Regions from separate parts of the Mus musculus genome. Here regions 1, 3, 4 and 5 are each linked to region 2. A link is a contact called in public Hi-C, HiCAR-type and promoter capture Hi-C data. All regions are on one chromosome and are shown on one strand. Each heading gives the region's core, a stretch centred on a gene start, on an enhancer-like site or on the middle of the called end of the contact. The rest is flanking DNA. Distances are from core to core; before and after follow the strand shown.

Region 1 (2,700 bases), core at 63-2,562, 890 kb after region 2:
CATGCTCACTGCCAAGCCACTGCAAAGCACCTCTGGCCATCTGGGACCAAAGGTTTCCCTCTCCAATTCTACATGCTAGTTCTTCCATTAAAAGTCCTTAAATTATACTAGAAAACTAACATAATTCCATATTTAAAACAATTAGCATAAGTAAACAAAGAAAAATCATAAGGTACTTTTGAATGAAATATATAACCTGTTTCTCAAGTTTTCACATTACACACCACCTACACCTCTCCCCACACAAACCAAAGAAAAGAACTTTTATTTCCTCAAATATTGATTTTTGTCATCCCAAATCTTAGCACATATACTGTTACAGGGTTGTTTTTTGTTTTTTTTTTTTTTCCTGACAGTAATTTCAAGTTATCTTCTCTAAGTTCCCAGACTACATAAAATCCATCTCCACTACCAACAGCTGTGGTCACATCAAACACTATCATTAACTTCTAGTTCTGACAAGTCGTCCTAGTAAATTTAGTTTCCAAGAAGGCATCCGAAGTGTTGAGAACAGTCCCTGGCAAACGGGGATTTCCAAGATTTTTCTTAAAACACATGGCTAGTTCACCATCTAGCTGGTTTCTTCTAATTCACTTTGTTGCACATCCTCTTTGCGCCTCAGCTAGCTGTCAACTAATTGGTTTTCAAGTCAAAAAGACAAACAAAACAAGCCTGTCTTGTTGCCATCTTCCTCTTCCCTCCCCAAGATTTCACTTTTTTTTTTTTTTTTTTAACCTGTCAGGCTCCTATGAGGGAGCTATTTCTTCAAACTAACTCTTTGATCAGTCTTGGTCACATCTCTAGCACGGAGAACAAGAAACAATAACAAGTTAGAGAATCCGATGTGGAAGTTAGGAAATTAAGAAATGCTAACGTGTGGTGATGTCCTTAGTGAGGTGTTCATAACTCCTTGAGATTTGATAAAAGTGGAGACAGAATAGGATAACTTTAATTGCTCCCATCAAAGTTGGGTTGCTCTTCTTGTTGAAAAAGTTGGCTTCACGAAACAAAGATGTAGGAAAAGTTTGAAATAAGCAAGATCATTTAGCTCACAGGTAGAGATCCCACGGAACATTACCTCGGTTCTCACAAGGGATTCCAAAATATTCAGAAATCGGCTTAGAATTGACCTCACACCTTCTCATCCTTTGAAACTGCCAATTTAGCGGATTTTCCCACGTTCTCTGCAACGCCTCAGGATTTCCCAGAGACCTGCAGGAACTCACGAGCCCACCTGCGCGGCGGCGCCTGCGCTGCGGTGCAGAGCCAGCAGAGGGCAGTGCGCCTGCGCGGTGAGCGTGTGCGCAGCCGCGCGCCCCCTCGCTCTGCATTGGCCCGCAAAGGCGCGCCACCCAATCACGCCACAGCGCGCTGGCCAGGGTGCGGGGGGCGAGGGGGCGAGGGGGAGGGGACATCTCCGCGGCCTGTCACTTGGCCGCAGCCTTACCGCCGGCCCGCAGCCCCTGGCTCTGACTTGCGCTTCCGTGTCCTGAGACCCTCTTCCCGCACCCCACCTTCCGCTGCGCGCGAGCCTCTTCCGGCTTCCACACCGCTCCGGGCCTGTTTCCGCTCCTGGTATGCTCCCCGGGATCCTTTGGCCAGAGCTCCTGAGTTAGCTGAAGGAACTCTGGCGACCCGGAAGTCCCGCCCCTCCCCATCAGACTCTTCATGTCTGGAACTTTCACCTCAACTGCTGTAAGCTAGAGCAGGGAGCTCAGGTTTTTTTCCGTGGTTGACATCTCCTTGGTTTAGGGTTCAGACAAGGGAAAGGAGGCCACCCAAATACTTCGTACCCCAATTGGCTGCAAATGAAAAAAGGGAACGATAAGACAAGAAGGCGAGAGAAAGTTAAAGAGCGCTGAGCCTTCTTGGATTTAAGAGCTGCTGGGGGCAGTATTTTATCGTTTGTCAAAAAATACTTAGCAGGTTTTGTGACACGACTATGTCATGTGCTCTTTAAAGACTCGAAGCAAAATGTTTTTGTTTTTAAAAACGGAAGGAAAGGGGAGAAAAGAAAGATGGGTGTCCAGAGGGGGTCAGTTTTGTCAGCTCTGTACCTTGCTTTGGATGGCACTCTGGTGTTCATAGACTTCTGCAGTTATCATACATAATGATCAAAGAAATAAAAACATGTTTTCTGGTGGGATGGATATAATGTGGCAAAGCAGTAGGGCAGAAATGGTGACCAGTTTATAATACAAAGGTGTGTTTAATAAGGAAGAATTAATAAGCCTAGGTTAGCTGAACTGGTAGGAAGAAATCGTTACTAGAAGTGTTTAATTCTAGTATTTTTCAAAAGGCAGAGAGTTTATTCTAAAGCCAAATATAAGTGAGGTTTGGGTTATCCCCAGTTCTTTGTTCCAATATGAAGGTGTTAGGGTAACAGACCAACAAAAATTATTTTCCAAATACACTGATGGGAATGTGAAAGCATGGGGTGAAAGGAACAAGGAGATTTTAAGTCTCAGATCTTAGGTCTCAGAATCTGTAGCTCTCAAATTATAGTTGACCGCATCCTTAGCAGTTCTACTGGTGGAAGCTATTAGTTTGTCTGTTCCAAAAGACTTACCCAGGGACCATTAAATTGTTAGGTCACAGAGAGGTGGTAGCAAATGACTATTAAGCTAATGATGGTCCAAGATAAATTATCATGTGACCCTGGACCTGTCACATTCCAGCCTCTACACAAACACTGAAGGC
Region 2 (2,700 bases), core at 11-2,510:
AAAAAGAGAACATTTTTGATAGAATGAATGTCCTAGGAATCTGACAGAAGAAGTCAAGAAAGACCTAAAATGATGTGTTCATGGGGAAAATGACTGTGGTTTTGACCTGGAGATTTAAATGCAAGCGCCAGCAACATTTATGTCTTTCCTGTCTGATGAGCCTCTGAAACTTTGAAGAATTATAAACTTCTTGATAAAATCTTTTAATAGGATCAATTTCTTCCATATCTCTTAATACCATTTAATTGGCACACAGGTATTTAGCTGGGGATGCAGTGTACACACAAGAACAGACATTGCATTTTGTAGGCTTATTTTTTTTGACACCACAGTATTTTAAAGACAATATCTGAATTGGCTTGCAGTAGCCTCATTACTATATGAATGAAAATAAATATAAGATTATATGGCAAAAAAGAATATATAATATTGCTTCTGCTTTTGTGATTTTTATTGAATGCTTAGGTGCTCAAATGTGTGCTTCTGCCTCTAAATGCTTTCTTGTGGTTTTTCCTTGGCTCTTTTTCTTCTGTTTTTTTTCCCTCTTGTGATTGTTTTTGCTTTGTTATTTTATTTTATTACTATTTGTTAGATCCCGTTTTGTTTTCTGAGGAGAGACTGAAAGGGTATTGATGTGAATAGGAACAGAAATTCGGAGCATTTTGGAGCTGGTAGGAGAGGGGAAATTGCAATCAGAATACAGCTTATGAAAAAGAAATCTATTTTCAATAAAAGAAAAAGAAAGTATATTTGAAAGCTATAGGGAAATTAAGGGAGGGAACAATGAAGGGAGAGCATTTGTGAGGAAAATCTGGTGTAAGAAAAAAAGAATCTCATGCAAAGCCAAATGCAATAATATAAAAATATACATTGCTTATTGGTAATATCAAAAAATCGGGCCTAAGTTCCTAATAAAACACAAACTTCTTTCATTTACTTTCTTATTCATTAGAATCCAGTTGCTATATGGATAGCTTGGTGAGCACAGAAGGGTTTTACTGGGCTTATTGACTATTTTCACAATTTCTCATCCTTTGTATGGAACCAAGAGTCGAACTACAGCACCATAGAAAACTACAGACAAAAACAGCAAAGCAAGCCTTAGAGACCTTGAAGCAGTGGGTTCGCAGGACACACCCTTTTCCTGAGGAGTCCATCCTCCAGCCTGCGCTTCCGGTGCTGCGGTGGGTGTGGTTTTCAGTGACGTCACAGCCGTGCGCCGTCCGGCGGCCAATTCAAATCGACCACTCGGCGGTGTGGGGAGGCAAGTGGCGTGTCAGTCTGTGGTGAGCGGCCCTGACGTGCGACGGGCCGCGAGGATGGCGCCCTCCACCACAGTCACTAGGCGGGTAAAGCGCAAGGCGCCCCGCGCCTTCCTCAAGCGCACCTTAAAGCAGAAGAAGCCTCACCTAGGTCTGGGGAGGTGCTGCGACCTCCTGGTAAGTCCTGCTCTCTCCGCCTTCAGGCCCGCCGGCCACGACCGGCCGCGGAGCGCCCTGCCCCGGGGGACCGCGGAAGGAGGACGCGGAGCCCGTTCAAAACTCCCGCGGGAAGGCCCCGCACCCCCCCTTATTGCTTCCAGGGCCAGCCGTTAAGGAGACTGCCTGGCTCTGGGATTAGTTTAATTGATCCGGGTATGGAAGGTAAACCGGCTAGAAACAGATTTGGGCCCCTGCCTGCCTCCCCAGCTCCTGTATGTTCTTACCGAACCCATTTCTCTATGGCCGCTGCACTAGGTCCCCTACTAAAGTGATCGTGTAGATGTGGCGTCAAGTCTTTAAAACTTTCAAGACTCGTTTTTCAGACTCGTGTTTACCTGAAATATAGTGCTTTCCACTAATTAATTGGCCCAAAAATAAATAACAATGTTACAGCCTGAAAGTAAAATCAGTTTGTTTTCTGCCCTTTTTTTTGGGGGGGGGGGTGTTGTTTTGTTTTACTTTGGTTTCGTTTTGTTTTTTTTTCAAGACAGGGTTTGTCTGTGTAGCCCTGGTTACCCTGGAACTTGATGTGTAGACAAGGCTGGCTTCGAACTCAAAGATCGGCCTACCTCTGCCACCACCACTAACACTCTCAGTATGTTGATTTTCAAGGCAGAGTTTCTCTGTACCTGCCCGGGGAAGTCCTGGAATTCAGTTTGTAGACTAGGCTGGAACTCACAGAGACACCCCGGCCCCCAACCTTCATCCCTGCCTTTGCCTCCCAAGTGCCTGACAAGGGATGCAGAGCTCTTAACCACTGAGCCATCTCCAGATACTGGTTTTCTTGACTACTACAAAATTATCTACATTCTCTCTCTCTCTCTCTCTCTCTCTCTCTCTCTCTCTCTCTCTCTCTCTCTCTCTCTCTCTCTCCATTGCTGTTTTTTTCCACATCCCTGACTCCTTAGTGGTTGAGATAGCGTAAGTGAGCTGGGATTTCCGTGGAATACACTTTTGATAGTTTCTTCTGTTTTCCCTGGAGTCTAACAGAGAACAAAACCCACCTGATGAGGAATATCCAGGAGCTCACTAGCTGATTCAAGGGATTGTCAGGCCTTTCTCAAGTAGCTTAGTTTCCATTTTCTGTCCTGAAGTGACCCGTGGCTGTATGGACTCCGGTGGAGTGCTCTAGGTGTCAAGCAGAGTTGAAGCCCAACACTTTGTAGTGGTAGCATAGGGAAGGTCCAGTTGTTCGGCCAGTTGTTGTTCCCAGGTGCTG
Region 3 (2,700 bases), core at 52-2,551, 640 kb before region 2:
ATAATTATCTGTGTAAGGTGGAGGGTCTCGGTGATTGATGGATGTCTTCTTTTCTCAAAGGCCTTTTTCCACCAAGCACAAAGAGCACCATGTGGAGTCTCTAGACCTCCACTAACCCACCCAGCGCTACAGCGCCAGATGGTCTAGCTCACGCCAGACTCCCCGAGACTGTCTTGCTCACTTCCTGAGCGCGCGGAAAAGTCGGCAGAGCCTGCTAAAAAATCCCCACAGTATGCAGAGAGAGACAGAGACTTAAAAACGGAGTCTGAACACCACACCTGGAGTTTACACAATCCATGCTGTACGTGCACTAAGAACTAGCGATCTGGGCAAACTTTACAAAACAAATACAGTGTACAAGTAAATACAAATCCTCTCCCCGGATGCTAAAGAACTCCGTGGCTGCACACACCGGAGAAACTGGAGGGATGACTGGGACATTTAATTTGGATAATCCAAATCCGAGAACTTTGAACTCGAAAACCTACTCAGATTTGTGTCCTACAATCCCTCTTCCCATCAGTAGGAAGACCACTCAAGCCTGCCATTTACCGAGATAGTTACACCCCCTCCCTCCAGTTTCTGTGTCCAGAGATACAAAGGAAGTAACCAGAGGTGACTAATCCAACAATGCACGGGGACAACCTCCTGCAGTTAGGCACCTGGACCGGTGAGCGGGCGTCCTTTATCTGACCACAACCTAGAGGCTGGGGAGCTGGCAGGGTGAAAAAAAAAAAAAAAAAACTTTGACTTAAAGCTTTCAAAATCCCCTGAGGGTCAACATGACCGCTCCGGTCAGCCACTCAGCAGCTTGATCCAGAAGAGGGACAGCCCAGAGGGGTGGGTCGCCGAGCCTAGCACTCCCACCCTAGACGTCACACACGCTCACTCGCACTCAGCCACGCGCTAGCGGTTATTCTTTAAACCGAGGGTAGAAACTCGGCGGGAGAGATCACGGCTTGCAGGTGATGGCCCAAAACCCAGGAGCCCTCGCCCGACACGCCCGCCCCATGCGCTCTCGCGCCTGCGCCCGCTCCCGCCGCCGGCGGTCAACCCCAGCGCTCCACTCCCGGCTCCCAGGTGCGCGGTGGCATTCCCACGCCTCTGCCAACGCCTCTCGGCAGCCATTGGCCAGCGCGGGTCCGCCCCTCCATATTAACCAATAGAAAGCCACACCGTCCCAGGGAGGCGGGGCCTGGAGAGTGGCCAGGGCGGGCACACGAAGAAGCGGAGGGGCCCCGCCCGCGCTGGGGGGCGTGGCCAGTACCGGGTCTTGCGCCCTGGCTGGGCTGCAGCGTGGGAAAGAACCTCCAGGAGCCGACCGCGCCGCCGAGGGAGCGGCGCCTGCAGAAGCCGGGCAGGGAGGGAGGGAGGAAGCCCGCGGGGAGCGCGCTGCGTTCCGCTAGGCGACAGTAGCTGCTCCTCCTTCGTCGCGATGAAGCGCCCTTGTGAGGAAACGACCTCCGAAAGCGACCTGGACGAGACCATCGACGTGGGGAGCGAGAACAATTACCCTGGGTGAGCGCGGAAAAGCGGGAGGGTGTCCGGGGAGCTTCGGGTGGAGAGGAGACCGTTTTCCCCGGGAAGCGGGTGCTAGAGTCGGGTGGGGCGAGAGATGGAGTTCACACTAGGCGTGGGAGCGACTGGAAGGGAGCTGGACTGGAGCGTGCAGGAGATGGCGAGGGAGGGTCCAGGGCTGTCAGCACAGGACACGCATACTGGCACGTCCGGGCGACGCCCCCGGTACTGGAACTGTATTTAGGGACAGTTCCAAAATAGGTCAGGAGAAAAGAAAAACAACTGGATTTCTGTTTTGAGAGAAACTGGGATCGCGACTTGAGTTTTTGAGGAGGTAAAGCATCTGAGCTAAACAGGCTGAGCTGCGCAGGTCGACAGAGGGTGATCTGGCTGACCCACCCATGAGTGACAGATATAAGGAGCAGATGAGACAGCATTGCTTTGCCTGCTTGTCCTTTAGTCTCCAGGAGATCAAGGTTCTGATCACAGAAGACAGACCTCCTGTTTCCTGTGACAGCAAGATTACCCAACCATTTTAGAGGCGGGGGGGGGTCAAATGATAATTGCTTCTAATTGGCTTGCCCAGAAGCACCTTATTTATTTATTTGCAGCTGTCACTCAAAGAGTGAAATCCTTCCCGCATATAGAAAACTGGATTTATTTCACGGGCTTATTTTAAGACGTAGAAATCAAAGCCGGAAAAATAGCTAAAGCAAAAACGATGCTTATGAGACAGTTTACCAACTCTCTCATTGTTAAAGTATTAAAAAAAAAAATGAAACCGTAGGCTGTCACTAGAAGGGGTGAGGAAGGAGTCAGTTGATTTCGAATTAAGACCCAGAAGTGAGCCGAAGGGGTGGTAATAGAACTTCTCAAAACTAGAGAGGACCTGGAGAGTTTAAGACACTAAAGAAGCATAGTACCTGTGAATTTCAAAGTGACAGAAAGTCCTAGGAGAGTATACATTAATGGACCAACTACACCACCAAATAATCACTTGATTGAACCTTGCAGTCTAAAAATACCTTTTAGTAAACTCAAGGTGAATTGCAGCTTCTCGAGATATCAGCTTGGTTTTAAGGCTGGTGGCACAGTTTCATTTTCAAAGTTAAAGCATGAAAAGTGCAAAAACTAAATTTCAACTTTCCACCCAATGATATGGTTAGGATATTCTTTTAGAGG
Region 4 (2,700 bases), core at 185-2,684, 860 kb after region 2:
GCAGCCCCTGTCCTTGTTACTGGAGTGAAGCACACTCAGCCAGCTCCCTTCTGGAGCGCACACTTGTAACACTATAGCTGCTCTTGGGATGTGGAATTAATAGGGCTCAGAAATCCAGGGTGATGATTTTCAAAATTCTATGGTAAGAATCATATTTTTTCTTCACTTAAACAAAAATTGTTTTATTATCTCCCATTTTTCTACAAAAGGTAACACACCTAGTATCAGATCCTTATATAACTTCCCTAAACATATACACCAACAGGAAGGTTGATCTAATGAAATACAGCTAAAAATTAAGACCAGTAATAAAATATATCAACCTTAATTGTATACTGAAATAAGATTCCCAGTATCATTAATCTATAGAAATTATTAAGTAAAGTAGAAATTTCATTGAATATAAGTCCATGTGATACCATGACGGAGGCTCTCTGATAACCTAGATAACTACTAATGACTAATGGGCAGGTGTCAGCACTGCACAGTTCAAAGGGATAGCTCACCTCTAAGCAGACGAAGTTGAATGGCATGAGCTTTCACCAGGCCACTCACAAGAGCATGCAATCTGAATTAGAAAGGATTTACTCCCGTTCCTTTATATTTAATATTTTTAGGTTGTATTTTGACTACAAGTAATTTGTAACAAAAGATGCAAAATTCTGATGTGGGTAATAATTAGCTGTGGGTAAATTCTTTAGCAAATTACAAATACATACTACTAGAAAAAATTTAGAAACCAAAGACATGAATATTTTGTAGATGGCTATATCTGGCTTATAAAGGTGCCTAAAAATGTTGAACTAACTATGCCATCATTTCCATAAAAGTGGCCATGCTTTCACTGGAAAACTTTTAAAAACCTATCAGGTATGTTTCTGCATGTATCTGATAATAAAGATATAATCATGTATATCATAACAAATATTCAGTAAGATCCATAATATGCTAAACTCCAGAATAACACAGTATGTCAATGATTAAGTCTCTGATGGTCTTCTCTGATATTTTTTTCTTTCATTCTAAATCCTAAGTATTCCAAATTATGGAGAGGCAAATTAATATGAAAGATTATACAAAGATCTAGTAAACACTTGAAGAAGAACACCAGATAAAACATCAAAAGATTTTTGTTTTTATCAATGAACCTCTAACGTCTTAACTTGTGGTCCTATGGAAGAGCATTAAGTGTATTAGTACCTGTTTGCATATAGCTTAAAACTCTTTAAATGTTTTATTTTTATATAATTACATATTTGATTTCTATACTCTCTAAATACTTCTATCTCTGGATAAAATAAGGGAAACATCTAATCAAGTTAAAAACAAAGCTTTTCCTATTTAACTTAATTTCACATCACTCAAAGCCATGTGACTTATTTCCTCAAAGAACAAAACAGAGGCCCGTAATGCAGTCTGAAGTCAGAACAGCAGAGGGCGCTAGAGCATGAAATGACCTCTTTTTTCCATTGCATCTATGAATCCATTCCCTTATACTGGTTTTCAAAGAGGTTCAGATCTTGATAAATTGTCTCCTACATCAAAACAACTTTAAAGTTTCTGAGTTAAAAAAAAAAGGCAAAAAAACTGTTAACTGAAACAAGTCCTTAATTATCAAATGAAAAACAAAAATTTTCTTATTCATGAGTTTGCTTATGTCTATCACCCTATGTGAGTAAGCGCATTTTAATGCTGTGTGGAAATGAGAGGTTGTTACTAAAATGGTTAAGTGGGGGCTCCAGTGGTGTTGCCAGGTGCCCACCTTTGGCCGAGTCATGGGTTCCTAGGTTCTGATTGTGTAACAAATGAAACAGGACATTTGTGTTATTAGACTGCCTTATCAAAACTTCATTTCTAAACTAGTGAATAACATTCAACAGAATAAATCTAATGCTAAAGGAATTCCTTGTTAGGGAAGCTTTCATCTTCATTTACGACTTTAAAAAAAATATGTGACAAAAATCCATAGAGTGACTATGTGTAGTCTGTGATAGTTACTCTCCTCATTGACATGTCAAAATTCTAACAAGAAACTAAGGAAGGGAGGGAGGAAGGAGGGAGGGGAAAGAAGGAGGGAGGGAAGGGTTTATTCAGGCTCAGTTTTTGAGGGTACACTTTCTCCTGACAAGGAAGGTTATAACATTGGAAATGGGAGGGCTGCTCTGCACACTCAGAGACACTGAGGAAACAGAAAGCTGTAAGTCCTAGTGTTTCGCACACGTTCCCTTTTTTATACTGACCAGAACCCCAGGCCATGAAATGGTGCCACCCACAGAGAGAATCTGCTCACCTCAATTAATTTAATTTATGTATGCCCAATGATTTGTCTTTTGAAGTATTCTAGATTCTGTCTGGTTGGCAATCAATGTAAATCAACATACTGAAACCAAATATTCATTCTGATGGAAATATAAACAATTGGATGCTAATTTATTTTTATTATATATATGTATATGTATCTATATATATACATACATACACACATACATATATATGTATATATATATAAATATATATAATATTTATATATATATATTTAAATGATTGACTAAAGCAAAAATGTAGCAATGTGGCACTACACTGCATAGAAGCAAAATAAAGATAACATCTAAAGGTCAGGACACAAGAAATACACATAAAGTGTAATATCCCAATATCTTAACTTCAATCAGGTTAGGATTTTGCAGAGGGATGTGACCA
Region 5 (2,700 bases), core at 80-2,579, 530 kb before region 2:
TATATGCTAAGTTCTTCTAGAAGGAAAAACTCTTCAAGACTTCTATAAATATTTAAAAATTTAGATACCTCTTATGCACGGTATAAAAATTTAAAACCAGAAAAAGAAAATACAATGAAAAAATTCTCGCTCTCTTCTCTCTGTCCTTATTAACTTTATTTACTTATTTATTTATTTATTTATTTATTTTGTAAACTCACTCCCATGAGTATGTATGTGTTCATGTAGCCTGTAGACATAGCCCAGGCATGTACTCATTGGGCTTTGAATACAATTCTCATCTTCCCTTCTTGGCTAACCTCTGCCAGTAGGGCTGCAGTAGCTATGATCAGAGCTGCCAGCAATGGGAGGATTGTTCTATGTTTTGTCCCATATTACTACTAGCGTAAGTCCATTAAGCACTTGAAATGTATTATTTTTATACTAACTTTTTATTGAAAATTTCTGAGCTTCACATCATGCACCCCAGTCCCACTCATCTCCCCATCCCTTTGTATCTGCCCTTGCCACCTCCTTTCCTTCTCCCACAAGAAAGTAAAAAGCAAAAAGAATAAAATTTAAAACATAAGAAAACATCCGGTTATGGTAGCTGTAGTGTGTCACTGTGTGTCCACTCAGCTTTCCTTGCAAATGCTCATTGCCATGAGTCATTGGTGTGGTTAGAGGACCTGGCTTCTGCTACACTATCAATACTGGATCCTCACTGTGACTCATCTTAGAGATCTTGTTGTTGTCCTGTGCCATGGAAATCCTGCAGCTTTGGATCTGTAAGACCGACCCTTTCACACACTCAGTTCATAGATGAGGTAGATGTTAGGGCAGGCCAGCCCAAAGCCCCTAATCTGGGCCTGGGTAGTAGCTTTGTTGGTCAGCCTATCAGTGAAGAGGTCAGCTCAGGAACTTTGGAAAATTCCACCAGACCCTTCCCCTCCAGAAGGGAAAGGCTAATTACATTCCTCAGACCACAGGGAGTGGACCAACCATCTGCCACCTGCTGGTGGGGGAGGCCCAGAGCACATAGACACATTCCTCAACCTTTGGCCACCTACAGACAAGGGAAGTCCATGCCACCTCATTCCCTAAAGACCAATCAATTTAAAAGTCACACTTCTCTGCCAACCACATTGTGCCTAATGGCTGCTGCTCTGAAAACTGTATTAAAAACTCACCTTTGTGAGGGTCGTTCTCTCTCTCCTTCCTTTGTAGGGCGACCCCACCATGCTGGAACAACAAAAATTCCTCTTGGTTTTGCATAGATTCCCCAGGAGTTGTTCACTGGGGGTGGGGGTGGGGGTTCTCCGGTGAGCTAAGGCTCACCAGAGTCTTACATCAGCTCTCCCATACCCACACCACCAGGGTAAACTCTCCAGCACTGCCCAGGCTCACCTAATGCCATATCTGGAAAGGGGCAAGACCAGCTCTCCTGCTCTCATGCCCATGGGGCTGGATTCCCCTCACCCACACCATCAGAGCCAGCTCTACTGTGCTTCCAAGTTGAAGTACAGGGCCCACTTTCTTAAGTGTTGAAGCCAGCAAAGAGTGAGGCCAGCTCTGCACAGCCCCTGGATATCAATATGGTCCCAGGAGGTAGTCCAGACCAGGGATATCCACGTGATCTTTATTGTTAATAGGAGACATGGACATCAACACAGATCCCTGCTGCTGCATGGCCACCAACCCAGACATGGCCCTCACTGGCAGCACAGGCTGGGACTTCATGACCTCAAACTGCTCACATCAGGCTATTCCTCTGCACCCTCCACCCTCCTATCTCCAATTCTCTTTATAATGGCCAAACCATTTGGCTTCTCGTTTCTCTCTGGTCTCTCCACCACATACTTGTATATTGCAGTGGCTCCTGCTATGAAAGGGCCTCCTGGCTGGCTGGCCTCTGGGTCAAAATGTATTATTTTACAACTGAATTTTTAATAGTTAAATAATTTTGAAAGATTTAGTAATCAGGGCAAGTGAGGTAGCTTTTTGATAGAAGTGCTAGCTTCAAAAACCTGATACCTGAGTTTGGTCCCCAGACCCCACATGAAGGGTAGAAGAAGAGAAGAGAGCCCTTGTTCCACAGAATTGATTCTGATTTCCATACTAGCCACAGCATACATATCTATCTATCTATCTATCTATCTATCTATCTATCTATCTATCTATCTATCTATCTATCTAGGCTGGTTATTTTTGCACTGCAGAGAACTGAATTCAAAGCTTCATGGATGCTAAAGAAGCAACATACCAAAGAACTGTATCCCTAACCCATCTATTTAATATATTTTGAATTATAACATTGCATGTTTCTGTTCAAATCTGCCACAAGAGGTGAGCATCCATTCTTGCAAACACAGTAGGGATTAGATGCAGGCGTATCTGCAGGGGAGTGATCTGAAGCCCAGCGAGGGAGTGACTCTGTTCACAAAACAGTAATGAAGTAGTAACCTTGTTAAGCCTTCCCTCATCCTCAAACATCCATTAACAGTAGAAGTCCTTGCTCAGGATGCTAACTGCAGGGGCCAGTGTGTGCTTTAGTTTCACACCACTGTGTTGCTCTCTACATTGCCCCCACCAGGGAAGGGACTGTAGAGTCAGAGAGGAAGTTTTTCAAAGCCATTTCTGATAAATGCCAGTGTCGAAAACTCGTTTTCTATACTTTAGGAAGCTGGTTTCATTCAGCTATACAAATTATTTAAAAGTATC

The links. Promoter capture Hi-C pulls out the DNA fragments that hold promoters and counts their contacts. Hi-C and Micro-C count contacts between places; a contact is called where the count stands out from the background. HiCAR-type assays count read pairs that join an accessible place to other places.
Region 1: a contact with region 2 is called in a promoter capture Hi-C map of pre-B cells. The contact joins the promoter of Echdc1 here to the promoter of Cenpw in region 2. A contact is called at or near these places in 3 of 39 promoter capture datasets (maxillary cranial neural crest, neural stem cells and pre-B cells) and 1 of 115 datasets of contacts at active chromatin or transcription factors (pro-B cells).
Region 3: a contact with region 2 is called in a Hi-C map of B cells, with 14 read pairs. The contact joins the promoter of Hey2 here to the promoter of Cenpw in region 2. A contact is called at or near these places in 1 of 39 promoter capture datasets (pre-B cells), 1 of 484 Hi-C or Micro-C datasets (B cells), 1 of 115 datasets of contacts at active chromatin or transcription factors (bone marrow-derived macrophages) and 1 of 9 other capture datasets (liver).
Region 4: a Hi-C map of B cells shows a contact between it and region 2, with 6 read pairs. The contact joins the enhancer-like site here to the promoter of Cenpw in region 2. A contact is called at or near these places in 8 of 39 promoter capture datasets (the 3T3-L1 cell line, the C10 cell line, hippocampal neurons and 3 more), 1 of 484 Hi-C or Micro-C datasets (B cells) and 1 of 9 other capture datasets (pancreatic islet).
Region 5: a HiCAR-type map of embryonic stem cells shows a contact between it and region 2, with 3 times the contacts expected there. The contact joins the enhancer-like site here to the promoter of Cenpw in region 2. A contact is called at or near these places in 4 of 39 promoter capture datasets (the C10 cell line, hematopoietic stem and progenitor cells, liver and 1 more), 1 of 115 datasets of contacts at active chromatin or transcription factors (embryonic stem cells) and 1 of 9 other capture datasets (adipose tissue).

The regions. Positions count from the first base shown.
Region 1 is chr10:29,312,112-29,314,811 of GRCm38.p6, reverse strand. It overlaps Echdc1 (enoyl Coenzyme A hydratase domain containing 1), which reads right to left and starts at 1,312. Exons shown (of 6, transcript NM_025855.4): 1 at 1,079-1,312. The coding sequence starts at 1,145. It overlaps Gm46218 (a long non-coding RNA gene), which reads left to right and starts at 1,395. Exons shown (of 2, transcript XR_001779751.2): 1 at 1,395-1,575.
Region 2 is chr10:30,199,100-30,201,799 of GRCm38.p6, reverse strand. It overlaps Cenpw (centromere protein W), which reads left to right and starts at 1,260. Exons shown (of 3, transcript NM_001109747.1): 1 at 1,260-1,439. The coding sequence starts at 1,320.
Region 3 is chr10:30,841,384-30,844,083 of GRCm38.p6, reverse strand. Hey2 (hairy/enhancer-of-split related with YRPW motif 2) reads left to right here and starts at 1,301. Exons shown (of 5, transcript NM_013904.1): 1 at 1,301-1,518. The coding sequence starts at 1,436.
Region 4 is chr10:29,337,580-29,340,279 of GRCm38.p6, reverse strand. All of the region lies in intron 5 of Echdc1 (enoyl Coenzyme A hydratase domain containing 1), which reads right to left. Among named protein-coding and RNA genes, the nearest start is that of Gm25596, 11 kb to the left of the region's middle. Within about 2 kb of position 1,434, at least 2 of the 459 cell types and tissues checked have an H3K27ac peak or open chromatin away from gene starts, as enhancers often do. A contact at or near this core is called in B cells, where this site is marked.
Region 5 is chr10:30,727,955-30,730,654 of GRCm38.p6, reverse strand. The region is part of intron 2 of Ncoa7 (nuclear receptor coactivator 7); the gene reads left to right. Among named protein-coding and RNA genes, the nearest start is that of Ncoa7, 74 kb to the left of the region's middle. Within about 2 kb of position 1,329, at least 83 of the 459 cell types and tissues checked have an H3K27ac peak or open chromatin away from gene starts, as enhancers often do. A contact at or near this core is called in embryonic stem cells, where this site is marked.